Linked DNA regions of Mus musculus: all the other regions are linked to region 2. Evidence: chromatin contacts called from public HiChIP or PLAC-seq and promoter capture Hi-C data. All regions are on one chromosome and are shown on one strand. The core of a region is the stretch at or near the end of the contact, and the rest is flanking DNA. Distances in the headings are between cores, read along the strand shown.

Region 1 (3,854 bases), core at 478-2,977, 770 kb after region 2:
TCTTGAGAAGGCCGCTTGTTCAAACTTCACAGATTTTTTTTTTTCTGCAAAAGACGTTAAAAAAAAAAGATGGACTATATATTAAAAATAGACAAATGATGCCAAACAGATGGCGTCTACTAATTGCACTAGTCAGATTTGTTTGCTGAAATAGTACAGAGATGTAGGATTGGAGAAGCAGACCAGATTGTGGGACTTCAGTGTGGGGCTGCCTACTTTAAATTCTATTTTTCATTGTCTCATTCCTTAAGTCTGAATATTCTGTAAATAACAACACCATTGTGAGAGAAAAGCAATACTTACAAAGGTTTATTTGTCATCCAGATTAAATAGGTTTTTGTTACTTAATTAAGAAATCTGAAAAAGAGGCTGGTTCTAGTGTCCTTGAAACAAATGTGTATTTAAAGCAGCCAGCAGAACTAGTTTCATTATTGAGTTGCAGTAAGTGCTTGGAGATTGTTGCCATTGACAAGTGGCCATGGAGAAGGTCAAGGCTTTTGTGGTGGCTATCAGTCTGAACATTCCTAAACAGCATAAGCTATACTGAGCTACAAATAGACCACCACAACCCAGATTACAAAGTCACATTCCTGAAAGCTTAGAATTTACTTTTCAATTTCAAAGTAAGCATGCTTCAAAGTGTGCAATTTGTGCAAATATTGATCAGTTACCTCTTATCACATAGTTCTATCTCCATGTAGCTACTGAATTACATAAATTATATAAGTGTATACATATACATATGTTTGTATGTATATAAGTATATATGTATAATACGACCCTAGTAGTTTTATAAGGTGACATGAGAGCCTTTTATGATCTAGTAGTTCTGTCCCTGTTTTTGATAAACATGTCAACTAATAATTGATTGCTATAACATAATACATTAAATCAGTCACATCAACTCTAAGGCTCAAACTAGATTATTTAATAATGTATAGTGAACCTTTCAAGGAATCATATACTCCAGCTTATAAGATTGTCTTAAATAATACAGAACTTTCTAGCATTCTTTGGAAGATTTCTAAATAAAGACACACATTTTTAAAAAAGAAAATCACTGGTTTGAAAAAGATAATATCCATACAAGTGAACATACTAGCATGTTCCTTGTGATTTCAGCATTGAGTAATACAATAAGACTTTGTCCAGTCCAAATGACTATATGTTAGTTTTCCTCAGGCAGTAAGCTTAGTTTTAAGGCAAGGCATTGTGCAGCAGAAAGCAAGGTCTCGCTGTTTGATCTTACAAAAGCGAGGAGCCATGTACAGTGAGCATAATGCCCGCTAGTCAAGAATTAGTAACTGTGAAAACAACTTGCATTCACAGCTCAAGAACTTTTCAAGAAACAGACTCTGTCTACCAGCTCATCAAAGCAATGCATCTGTTCTGAAATATAACTTGCTCATACATATTCCTCCACAGGGAGTCCCCGGGCTCTTCTTCCGACTGATAAATGACAGGAGGGTTACTGAAATACGAAGCTTCCCAGTGGTTGGTAGTGCAGAAAGCTGGACCGAGCCGTTCTTCAACTGAAAAATCCCATCAGAATGTCAACAGGTGCAGAAGTGACTTCCCACAGAGCACCCCGTCTTCCCTTCTGGTTGGAGATGACCATGTCTCTGCCACTTTCACAGGGCAATTTGGTGGTCAGGGGCCTCTGGATCTTTCAGCTGCTTCCAAGAATAGAATAGCTTGTCATTCTTGGGAGTTAGTCTCACGGGCCTTGTTTACTTTCAATATCAGCCTTTCCGAACTAGAGGCAGGGCAGCAGAATGAGGTCATACTTCCTGTCACGATCGCATCAGTGGTGTTCACAGAGTAAATACAGCAGATCTTCTTGACCATCAGAAGGGAACAGGCAACCCAGAGTCAGGTCAACTCCATACATTGTGATCATTGAGGGATGCTTCTCAGAGCTTCTGTGTCACCTCAAACTATATTAACATGAGAAAATTTAAGCCATGTTTCCTGTTTGACATTTTCTGGCTATATTCAGTTATGAGTAGCATACAGTTATTATGCTCTTGGTCCAATTAACCTAAATATATCAAAGATAGCATCAACGCTATCAAGTTCAGGATGCTATAAAAGCTATATATTATCTATAATAATGTGATTTTTATGAGGCTATCCTCTGATACATATGCAACTAGAGACACAGTTCTGGGGGGAGGGCGGGGTTACTGGTTAGTTCATATTGCTGATCCTCCTGTAGGGTTACTGACCCCTTTAGCTCATTGGGTATTTTCTCTAGCTCCTTCTTTAGGGGCCCTCTGTTCCATCCAATAGATGACTGTGAGCATCCACTTCTTCATTTTCCAGGCACTGGCATAGACAGGCTAAGATTAAAATGGTCTTTCACGATAGCTTTGGGACCTCAGACTTGTGGCTTAGCATCTTTGAGCTGCAATTTTCTCAAATTTAAATGTAATAATCTATAGCCCCAAGGTTGGCCTGCAGAATCAAATGAGAAGAAAGAAGAAAGAAATAGCTGGGTACCTGAGGGAATGTGCAAGATGTATTCCTTATTGGATTTTGTGAATTGACTTCTCTTTGGAGAGCTTGATCAGGATGGTGGAGAGTTTGTGTTATTAATTCTTGGGGATTGCTACCGAGATTATTTTTGATGTTAGGAGATATCAGTATTATTTCCTACGCAGAATCCCACATTCTTTCCACCTCCATTGTCTCTCCCTGGGACTCCACTTACTACCTCATTCTGACTGTATTTTATGCTAACATTCCAACTGTCTACTTGGCCTCTATCCAACACATTATGCACATACATATCTCACTATGTAAATTTGATTATGTCATTCCTTAAATTAAAACCTTCATCTTTGCTCCTCTCTCATAATAAGTTCAAAATCACCCCTGCAGCCTATGAGGCAAGTTTTAGCCTCATACTGCACACATTCTATCTTCTAAAGTTTGACCATGTTGATCTTCAGCCTTTCATCTTGTTCAGGTTTGCTTTCACCTTGGAGTCTTTAAACATACTACCGTTGTTTCTACATCTTGTTCCTAAGCAACTCCTTCTACATGACCTCTCCTAGATCAAGTTATGAAGGCCACAGCTCTCTACAATTTTTATTTGGAGTGTGCGTCATAGCTACAGTTAAGGAACCAAGAGACTTTCTATGTTCCATCTCCTGCTTTACTTCAGAGCCTAAGGTCTATCTATTCTTTTCTTGTTATATATCATGGTGTAGTATGAGGTTTAGTACATACTAGGAAATTAAAAATGTATGAGTTGCATGACTACCAGCTACCTCAGTCTGGGCTTTTTGCCACACACACTACAGAATTATATCAGGGCCTGACATTGTTCTTCTGGTCAGAGTCTGGGAAAGCTAATAATCTGGAAAGAGTGGCAGGGATGTCATTCTAATACAGAAATTACTCCACAGTAAAATAAGTATCCAAAACTTAGTTGTTTATAGTGATATGCTTTTATTTCCTCAGGTGGTGACTTTGTAATTGGTCACCATGGCTAAGCTGAGCTTTTTTCCAGAACTCTTTCCACTTCATTTTCTACCCAGCAACCTGTGCAGAATGTGAAATGTGTTAATGGAGCATGAGCCTTGTCTGGTTATGTGAAGGTCCATGTGCTTGCCTAGTTGGACTCTCAGCTTGGCACAACCAAGAGTCAACTGAGACAGAAGTCTTAACTGAAAAATTTCCTAGACCTGGTTGGTCTGTAGACATATCTGGGGGTCAGGGTGAATCATGATGGTTAGTTCATGTACGAAGATCCAACCTATTGTTAGCAGCATCATTTCCTGGGCCATATAAGAGTAGAAAGAGCTAACTGAGAGCAAGCAAGCAAGGTTGTGTATATTTTGTCTTTG
Region 2 (4,228 bases), core at 495-2,994:
GGGTTCTGGATCACCACTATCTGCCAGGCAAGAATACGGGTGTTACAATGTACATTTGTATTCCTACTTATAAGTATGGACATTTTTCTATTCCTTTAAAACTAGGTATCCCAGTGGCAGAATATCATTGCTTGCAACAGTATCATTAATATTACAAGGGTAAAACCTGACAGTATAGGCATACAAAGGTAGTGAAAGTCTCGGGGAGACAAGTGAGACGAGGAAATAATTTAGAGGTCACACTTCACTGGAGCTTAAGTTATTTTTTCTGTTACTATGATAAATTTTCTGATATAAGCAACTTAAGAGAGAAAGTGTTTATTTTGTTTGGCTGATTTTTAGTACAGGATCTCACTGTGTAGCCCTAGCTGGCCTGAGACTTTATATACAGATCCAACTTGTCCTTAAACTCACAGAGAGCTGCCTGCTCTGGCTGGAACCAAAGGCACACCCCACCATATTGAATCTCATAGAAAGGGCTTCTTCTGGTTCACAGTTCAAGGTTGCAGTCAGTTCTGGTGAAGATGTAGCAGCAGTGGACTGTACTGCTGGGAAGCCGAGTGCTCTGTGTGTTCTGCTGCTGAGCTGTCTCTTGGCACTTATGCTGTCCAGGTCTTCCCACCTCAATTAACCTAATCAAGATAATCCTCACGGGCATGCCCAGAGGCCTGCATCCCCGGTAATTCCAGATTCTGTCAGATTGACGACTCTACGATCACAGAACCTGTTTAAGTATGGGCTTCATCCTTGCTGGTTTGTCCTTCCCTGTCAGCAAGGGACAAGTCTCACATCTCTTACGTGTACTTCCCTTCACTCGTTTCTATGACTCACTCGAGAAATTGCTTCTATTCTCCACACCCCCCCCCCTTCCTCCAAGGCCTTTGCTAATTCAAATTCTGTTTTATTCCAAGTTGACTCAAAGAGTAATTGCCCTCAGGCCTTCCTGGTTACTTCATCTTCTTTATCTCCTCCTCTTCAGACTTCACAATCTTATTTCTTAAGCAGAAAGTTGGCACTACGCTCCAGGGTATAGGTCTGCAAACCAAAGTGTATAGTTACATCATCCCATATGCTATCCAGCAGCATTAGCTCAGGACTTAGTAATATACTCATTACTAATTCTATAGCAGAATTCCATGTCTCTTAAATGAGCCACTTTGGAAACACAGTATTGGACTTCTGGACATTGCTTTTATTTCTCTAAAGGGGCTGTGGCCAGAGTATGGTGTCTGGCCAATGTTATGTGTACTGCCCACATTAGAGATGCCCTGGCTCTAGGGTTGACCCAGATTTGTGATTCCCAATAGACCCATCAAGTAGAATATTAATGATACCCAGAGCTAAGAACAGGGTTAGCCAAGTGTTCAGAACTTGTTCGAAAGAAGAAGACCAAGTCCTGAGGACTGTCTCACTTTGAAAGTTACGGGAAGCCCCAGGAGAAATGACATTTTCTTCTGTCCTCAGAGAAAATGCTCAACTATCACCCCAGATAACCCAAGTGCATTTCAAAAGCATTGGGCTTTCCGACACAAATCTGGCAGTTAAATAGATCCGAACGGGAGCCTGGGGAAAGTCACTACACTCAAGACTATTGGCCTTACCCTCACAGTCCTAAAGTGACCTTGGAGTTAAAACAGCCAGCCTTCCTGCTGCCCACTCTGCAGGTAAGGGCCAAGCCAAGCAGTCACCGCTTGGGGGCCGAGCTTAGCGCTTGGGGGCGGAGCCTCCCAGCGGCAACGCGCTGACGTCACGGGCGTGGGTCGGCCCACCGCGTCGTCGACGGGGCGCGGATCACGGCCGGTGGTCGCTGTACCCGGTCGGCGTCCGCTCTCTCGGCAATTCGTCCTCCGCCCCGACGAGGCGTCCGTGGCCGGGCTTCCGCAGTCATGCTGCGGTCGGCGCGGCTCGCGCTTCCCCTCTGAGTCCCGGGACGGCGGCGAGCGCGGCGAACTCGGGTCGCCATGCCTACCCGTGAGTGTCGGGCCAGGCCGGGCGGGCGGGCAGCGCCTCCAGGAAGCGCCGGTCCGCCCTGAGTTAGTTTCGCTTAGACTTCAGCGTCCCGTGGGCGGGGAGCGCGGGATCTCTGTGCACCCTCGGGGAAACTGAGGCGGGAGCGTTACGGGAACTGACGGCGGCCCGCGGTGACGGCGCGGTAACGGAGACCAGTGCGACCCGGGAAGCCCGGGCTGGTCCACTCGCCGCGCGGGCCCACTCGACTGTGGCCCCAAGGTCGAGGCCTGTGCTGCCTTAGTTTGAGGGACTTAGGTCCGAGGGACAGGCTGCAGCCCTCCCTGCGGCCAGAGGCCGGGCTGCCCCGAAGTGTGTCAGTCTGACTACTTCTTGGCTGACTTGGACGCGGTTTTGGCTTGCCCGCCTGCGGTGGGACCCGGGCTCCACTCATAGCAAGCATCCCGGCTGTCCCAGAGGGACGATAGGTTTCGAGATGACCCCGGTAGTCGAGGCTTTGAGAGAGAGACACTGTACTACAAGGTACTACACAGTTGCTAAGAGTGACCCAGATACTCACGCTGAGGCTTTAAATCATGTGGCTCACATTGATTACGTGCTAACTGGGTGGCTGATGCTGGTTATGGGTTTTTGAGGGTCTTTGCAAGTAGTGCTCTTGTAAGTGTGTCTTGCCATAGAATCTTTAAAGACTTGTGAATGTTTTTCTCGGAATTCCTAACTAGCCCTGCATGGTTTCTGTAGACATAAGTACGGGATTTCTAGGCAGCTTCAAATGCACAATTTCTTCTAGTGTTGGGTAAAGATTTCTTTCTGAATACTAGAATGGTTTGCCTCATAGCTGTGTCAAACCTTTCATCATAATGTAAAGGTCACTTTGACCCCTCAAATACCAAGTGTGTTTTATTTTGTTTGCACGTTATTCTGTGTTTCTTACTTTACATTTCTGCTTGATTCCTCCAGCCTGGAGGTATATTCTCTGCCTATCTTGTTCATGATCATTATTGCCAGTTTTATTATTCCTTACACTCATGTTCTATTATTTGACTATTTGGAATTAGCACCGTGCCAATCTTCTGGGAAACGAAAGGGGAGAAAGATAAAGGACATCAAAAGATGAGACTGCATATGGACTGTCTTGGTAAAATTCCCATTAAAATTCTGCAAAATCATCGAGCTTTTAGTTATGTGCTAGCATTTAGTTTCCTAGAGAGGATGCTGATAGTTACATTTTTAGGATGTTTGATTTATTTACTGTGTCCAGTGAGTTTTGGATGAACTTCGGTGTCAGATTGCTCACCGTGAGTAGGAGGTCAAGAGAAATGATCATGACTTATCTGTCAATTTGTTGCTGTGCATCACCTGGAATCAAAGGGAGATACTGATGTGGACAGAAGTTCAGCTCTGAAATGGTAGCTCTTGCTTTTTTTCTCCTGATGGTCAGAGCCCTCAAGGTGTCCGAGATTCTTCAGTGGGCAGGAGTGCTTCTTAGATGCCCCGTGTCTAAAGTAGACTAAATGTATAAGCAGAGACTGTGACACAGTCAGTCACTGTAGTATGGTATTATGGGTGCTTTTAGGAAAAGAAATTAATTTTTTATAAAAAAATCGTTATTTAGATGCTCAGCCAGTTAACCGTTAAGTGTTTTAGCTAATGAAATGCAGTGCTTTTCTACAAAAGTGAAGGGTTAAAGAGGATCGCTTTAATCTCTAGGTTCTAGAACTCTGCAAGCAGCTCACAGATAAATCATTCTATTGTTGTTTTTGTTGTTCACTTGGAATTGAAATGACACTGATAGCAGAAGCCACCTTCACATGCTGGAGCCACGCTGGCCAAGCAAGTGTGTGCCTAAGGAGTATTGTTTAGTTGGAGTTGTTTAGTGAGCCAAGAACTCCTTGAGGAAGCAACTAGAAGGATGTCTGCAAGAAAGGTCCAGCACAGAACAGCTCCTGTCCTTGTCATTCTGTGTTTAGTCTGTAGTTGGCTGGCTGACATCAGGGCTCTCATTAGATGATTTTTTTTCAAACCTAGACTATTGTTAAACTTTTAATTTCAAAGGCTTTTGAGTTGGAAGGAAAGTTGAGGTTTCTTAATCCAATCTTTTTATTTTTGAAGATCAGGAGGCAGAGGCACAGATTTTTTTTTTTAAATCACAATTTCATTTTGGTTTTAGACAGTGGCTCATTATATAGAGCAGGCTATCCTAGAGCTTCTGATCCTTATGCCACTGCTAAAGGGCTGTGGATGTGTAACACCATGTATA
Region 3 (4,442 bases), core at 609-3,108, 790 kb after region 2:
GCTAAGGGTTGCTTGCCTGAGTGTACATGGTGGTCCCTCTCACTTTTATTCTATGGTGTGCCTTTGAGGGACTCTGTTTATTTCTACTTGAAACAGAGAATGATCATGCTGGTTGACACTCAACATAGTAAAGAGTATATACATACATTCAGAAAAAGTATATATGTATATATACATATATATATTCAAGCACACATTTTTAAATGAATGCACACATATATATGTAATACACACACACATCTCTTTCTTTATCTATCTATCTATCTATCTATCTATCTTTCGTCAGAAACCTGACTTAGTGGTACTGTCACTGATGTGATTTGTAAACTTTGTTCCATATTCTGCACATTGCTAGCATCTTTAAATACAAATTTTAAAACAATATAGTTTAAATAGCATTTAAAGTGAGACCTATAGCCTCAAGGGGGACTAAATTCATTAGATTCTAATATTTTCATCCCATCTAATGAAGGGTTGACACTTCTTCATTAAATTTAGATTAGACTCTGAAACAAATGATCCTGATTTATAAATATATGTTTTTTATTTGACAACATTATACATTTTATTGTTTAAATCAAGTGTTGTTTTAAATTGCATGTTTGTTTTAGGTGATCCATAATTCCTACAGTCATCCTAGTGTATCAAGGACTTCTACTGCTAAAACAGTAATTATTGCAAACATTGTAAATCACAGTACTGGGGGACAAAAATATTTTAGAACTGTCTTCTTGCATTGGCATTTTCTTGTGTGTGTGATCTTACTTGTATTCTAATTTTACAGCAAATTAAATAACCGTACATAATATTTTAAAAGTGGAAAGTATAATTCTGCCTGTGACAGAAAAAAGATTCTAGAAATAATAGAAATATTAATTGTATTGGACCAATGAGAACCACAGAGGATTAAAAAGAAGAACATAAAGACAAATATCATCTCAGAACTGTCTTATTCGCATTGTTTGTAGCATCACTAAGCTCAGTATAACTCTGCAACTATTAGATATATATTTCTTGAATGAATGTCTTTTGAATAAAAGGATGATTATGAAGATTTTCTCAATTTACCAAATCTCTTGAAAGTCAGAGAAAACATTTCTATTTTCACTGTACACGATGAAGCAAGATAAATATAAGTGTCATTTGTATGCAGTGATGCACTTTTAAAACGTGGGAGGCAGAGTGATGGAGTGGGGAAAAAAATAGATGTTTTCTCTCAGTAGCACTTTGAATGATAACTTGTAGATCTTCTCAAAGTTGGGATAGGGATTCTCCTGCTTAATATAGACTTTGGTACATGGTAGGTGTTCAACAGAGGTAGTCCTATACTATTAATTGTGAAGACTTGTTCTATTAGTACCCTAAACTTCTTAGGAATTTTTAAAGATTCTTAAGAATCTTTTATTTGTTTTATAAAGATTTCTGAATTTGGAAAGTAGTATAAGTGTGCAGTTTTGATTGTCATGTGATATATTTATAGCAGAGTGTCGTGACAAAGTATCCATTCAAAAGAGACAATTCTGATTTTGTAATACAGATCATTGTGTCTGTCCTTAACGTGGGATAGAACAGACACGGTGAAAAGTGTGTGGTGCATTGACAAGTTTGCCCAATGTGTCAAGTAGTGGGATTTGTTAGAAACCAGCAACAATCACAAAAGGCCACCATCCTCTTGACCCCACCAAGGGGAATCTAGAGCCCAGGTCTTTTCTATGTGTAAGTAGCCCAGCCTGGCCGAAGCCCCACCCCCAGAATAGTCCTCCAATCGGCTGCGCCGCGCCAGCCCGGCCCTCGCGTACCACGTGACTCAACCCAGCCCGCTTCCGGCGCGTCGCGGGCGGCTGACGTCCCCGGCCGGCGTCGCGTCAGGGCTGGCCGGCGGCGGTGGTGGCTGCGGAGGCGGCAGCGGCGGCAGCGACGGCGGCTGCGATGGTAGCGGAGCCGGAGTGGGCTTGAGGGCTTCCTCCCGCGTTTCCTCGGGCCGACGCGGCGCCGCGGGCCCGGCTCACTCGGCTCCCGCTCCCTCCCTTGCTGCTGCCCGGGCAGACTCGAACGAGGCCCGCGCTGGCCTCCCTGACGCGCCCCGGCTCGGCCCCGGACGGCCCGGCTGCTGTGCGGAGACGAGGCCGAGTCGGTAAGAGGCGGCGGAGGGGCCTGGAAGCTGCCGGGTCCCCGGGCTGCGCTCGCGCCCGCGTTGCTCTCGGCCGGCGTCCCGCTCCCTGCCATCCGCTGACCCTATTGTCTGCGCGCCGCCGCGCTACCCCCGCCTTCCTTCCCTTGCCGGGCCGGCGGCTGTCAACCTGCAGCTCCCGGGCTCCGGGCCAGCCGCGCCGCGGCCTTTCCTGGCTCCCCTTGACACCCCTGCGAGCCCGCCTCGTCCCCTCTGCTTAGCTTCGCGGTCTTTCCCTCACCGCTCTCTAGCTCTGTGTGTCTGTCTCTTTCCTCTCACTGTCATCTCTGCAAACTTCCACCATCCTTACAACGAACTCTTTTTTACCGCTTTCTGGTCTTTTTTCATTTCTCTTTTTGTTTCCTTCTCCCCTTTCTCGCTCCCTGTTCCACAGTTTCACTTTAAGGGTCTGTCCAATAGATTGTCTTTCGTAAAAGTTCCTAATTCTGCCGCCTCCCTCATTCTCCTGTCTCCTCACAAGAGAATGGAAATCGTCCCTGCCTTTTGAGGTCCTCATTCCTGAGAGTCACGGGGGATTAGATTTACAGGCTGGAAGTTTGATCTTAGGAAATGTTAGCATAACTGGCAAACTGCCTCTTCGGATTCTATTTCTGTACATTGAAGTAACAGCCTTGTATGTTGCACACTTACAAGATTTCTATTTAAAATATTTATGTTTGTTCCCATTACACCTAGTGTGTCCTGGCTATGAATCTTAACCTCACTGATGCCATGTCAGGATATTCTATATCCCCTTAGGCACGACCTTGTAAACTTGATCCCCCATATTTTTGTAACAAGCGTTGATGCTATTTCTTTTCTTCCCTTTTCAGATTAAAAAAAAAAAAAAAAAACAGGAAGGGACATTTGGAATTCTGTTTGCTCTTAAGTTTTACCTGTTTTAAACAGTGGCTAAAACATTATAAGATTTTTCGTTTGTGTGGGGATTTTTCATTTGTGTGGTGTTTATTTTTTTTTTTTTTAAGCTAGAAAGATCCTAGTGAGTAGTAATGTAAGAACATGTTCTAAGCATCTCCCTCCAACAAGAGCAGCGTTAGATTCCTGGTCCCCAACCCGTTGTATTTTGATAAGACCGTGCTTGCCAGTTATTATTTTCATTCCACTATTGATACCTTGAGAATATATGCATTCTCTTCAAATACTCGGTAGTCAAAAAGGCTGCACGTGTGCTAGGCAAGCCAGTGTGGCCAAAAGATCATTAAATACTTAATGTAAATGGGCTATAGTGAAGTATAGTGAAGTAACGACTCCTGCAGGTTTTTTTTTTTTTTTTTTTTTTAATTGTCATTATGGGCACAATGTTGAGTTAATAATAGAAACCTTACCCAGAGTCTGGCATAATTTGATTATGAAATGTGAAATTTAAGAAAAATCACTTGAAGCCGGGCGTGGTGGGGCATGCCTTTAATCCTAGCACTCGGAATCTCAGCACTCGGAATCCCAGCACTCAGGAGGCAGAGGCAGGCGGATTTCTGAGTTTGAGGCCAGCCTGGTCTACAAAGTGAGTTCCAGGACAGCCAGGGCTACACAGAGAAACCCTGCCTCGAAAAAAAAAAGAAAGAAAGAAATAAAGAAAGAAAAAGAAAACTCATTTGCAAGTCTTTATGTTAAAATGATGCTATGGTGTGCTGTTGAGATAGTATGCACTAACTACCCTGATTTTCCAGAAAGGTTGGTGAGACTCCTCCCTGACACAGTGCTTGTCTGCTGCTTTCTCCACGGGTTGTATGTTCTGACATACTAAATGATTTCTGGAAATTAAGTGGAAGACAATTAAGCTGCTCCCTTCAACAGTTTCAGTAAACACAAGTGTCTTCATTTTAAAACTCACAGTGTTTTCAGCCTTCCCTGGGTGGCTCTTTCCTGAGCATTTTTTTTTTTTTTTTGTCAGCTAAGGTTTGAGGCATTTTAGCTATTAGTCTTACTAGCTGTCGCTTCTCTTTAGCTGTTTTTCCTTTCTGTATTTATCTTTTATAAATGCCCTACCAAAATTTCCTTCATGTTGCATCCTACCTATAAGCTTTAGTGATTGTTCAATTAAAAGTCTGGCAAATATTGTAACGTCCCATGTATTATTTTGAAAATTAGTTAAATTCTGTCCCTTTAAACCGTATTCCATGTGCATCTCATGCGTTAGGATCTAACTTTCTTTTTTCCTCTTGAGGTAGTGGAAAGAAAATACTGAAGAATAGGATCTCAAGATGAGTAAAAAGCCCCCAAATCGTCCTGGAATCACTTTTGAGATTGGTGC

The links. HiChIP or PLAC-seq counts read pairs in DNA pulled down with a chosen protein or histone mark. Capture Hi-C pulls out chosen DNA fragments and counts their contacts.
Region 1: a contact with region 2 is called in a promoter capture Hi-C map of adipose tissue, with 2.9 times the contacts expected there. The contact joins the promoter of Tmem71 here to the promoter of Efr3a in region 2. A contact is called at or near these places in 1 of 484 Hi-C or Micro-C datasets (LSK cells), 2 of 115 datasets of contacts at active chromatin or transcription factors (extraembryonic endoderm stem cells and memory CD8 T cells) and 1 of 9 other capture datasets (adipose tissue).
Region 3: an H3K27ac HiChIP or PLAC-seq map of extraembryonic endoderm stem cells shows a contact between it and region 2, with 3 times the contacts expected there. The contact joins the promoter of Phf20l1 here to the promoter of Efr3a in region 2. A contact is called at or near these places in 1 of 484 Hi-C or Micro-C datasets (LSK cells), 2 of 115 datasets of contacts at active chromatin or transcription factors (astrocytes and extraembryonic endoderm stem cells) and 1 of 9 other capture datasets (liver).

Annotation. Positions count from the first base shown.
Region 1 is chr15:66,559,319-66,563,172 of GRCm38.p6, forward strand. Tmem71 (transmembrane protein 71) reads right to left here and starts at 1,728. Exons shown (of 10, transcript NM_172514.3): 1 at 1,412-1,728; 2 at 1-44. The coding sequence starts at 1.
Region 2 is chr15:65,785,276-65,789,503 of GRCm38.p6, forward strand. It overlaps Efr3a (EFR3 homolog A), which reads left to right and starts at 1,745. Exons shown (of 23, transcript NM_133766.4): 1 at 1,745-1,971. The coding sequence starts at 1,962. It overlaps Gm41339 (a long non-coding RNA gene), which reads right to left and starts at 1,768. Exons shown (of 3, transcript XR_875389.2): 1 at 1,602-1,768. Gm41338 (a long non-coding RNA gene) reads left to right here and starts at 2,322. Exons shown (of 2, transcript XR_875388.2): 1 at 2,322-3,106.
Region 3 is chr15:66,575,714-66,580,155 of GRCm38.p6, forward strand. Phf20l1 (PHD finger protein 20-like 1) reads left to right here and starts at 1,859. Exons shown (of 21, transcript NM_001081409.1): 1 at 1,859-2,134; 2 at 4,356-4,442. The coding sequence starts at 4,393.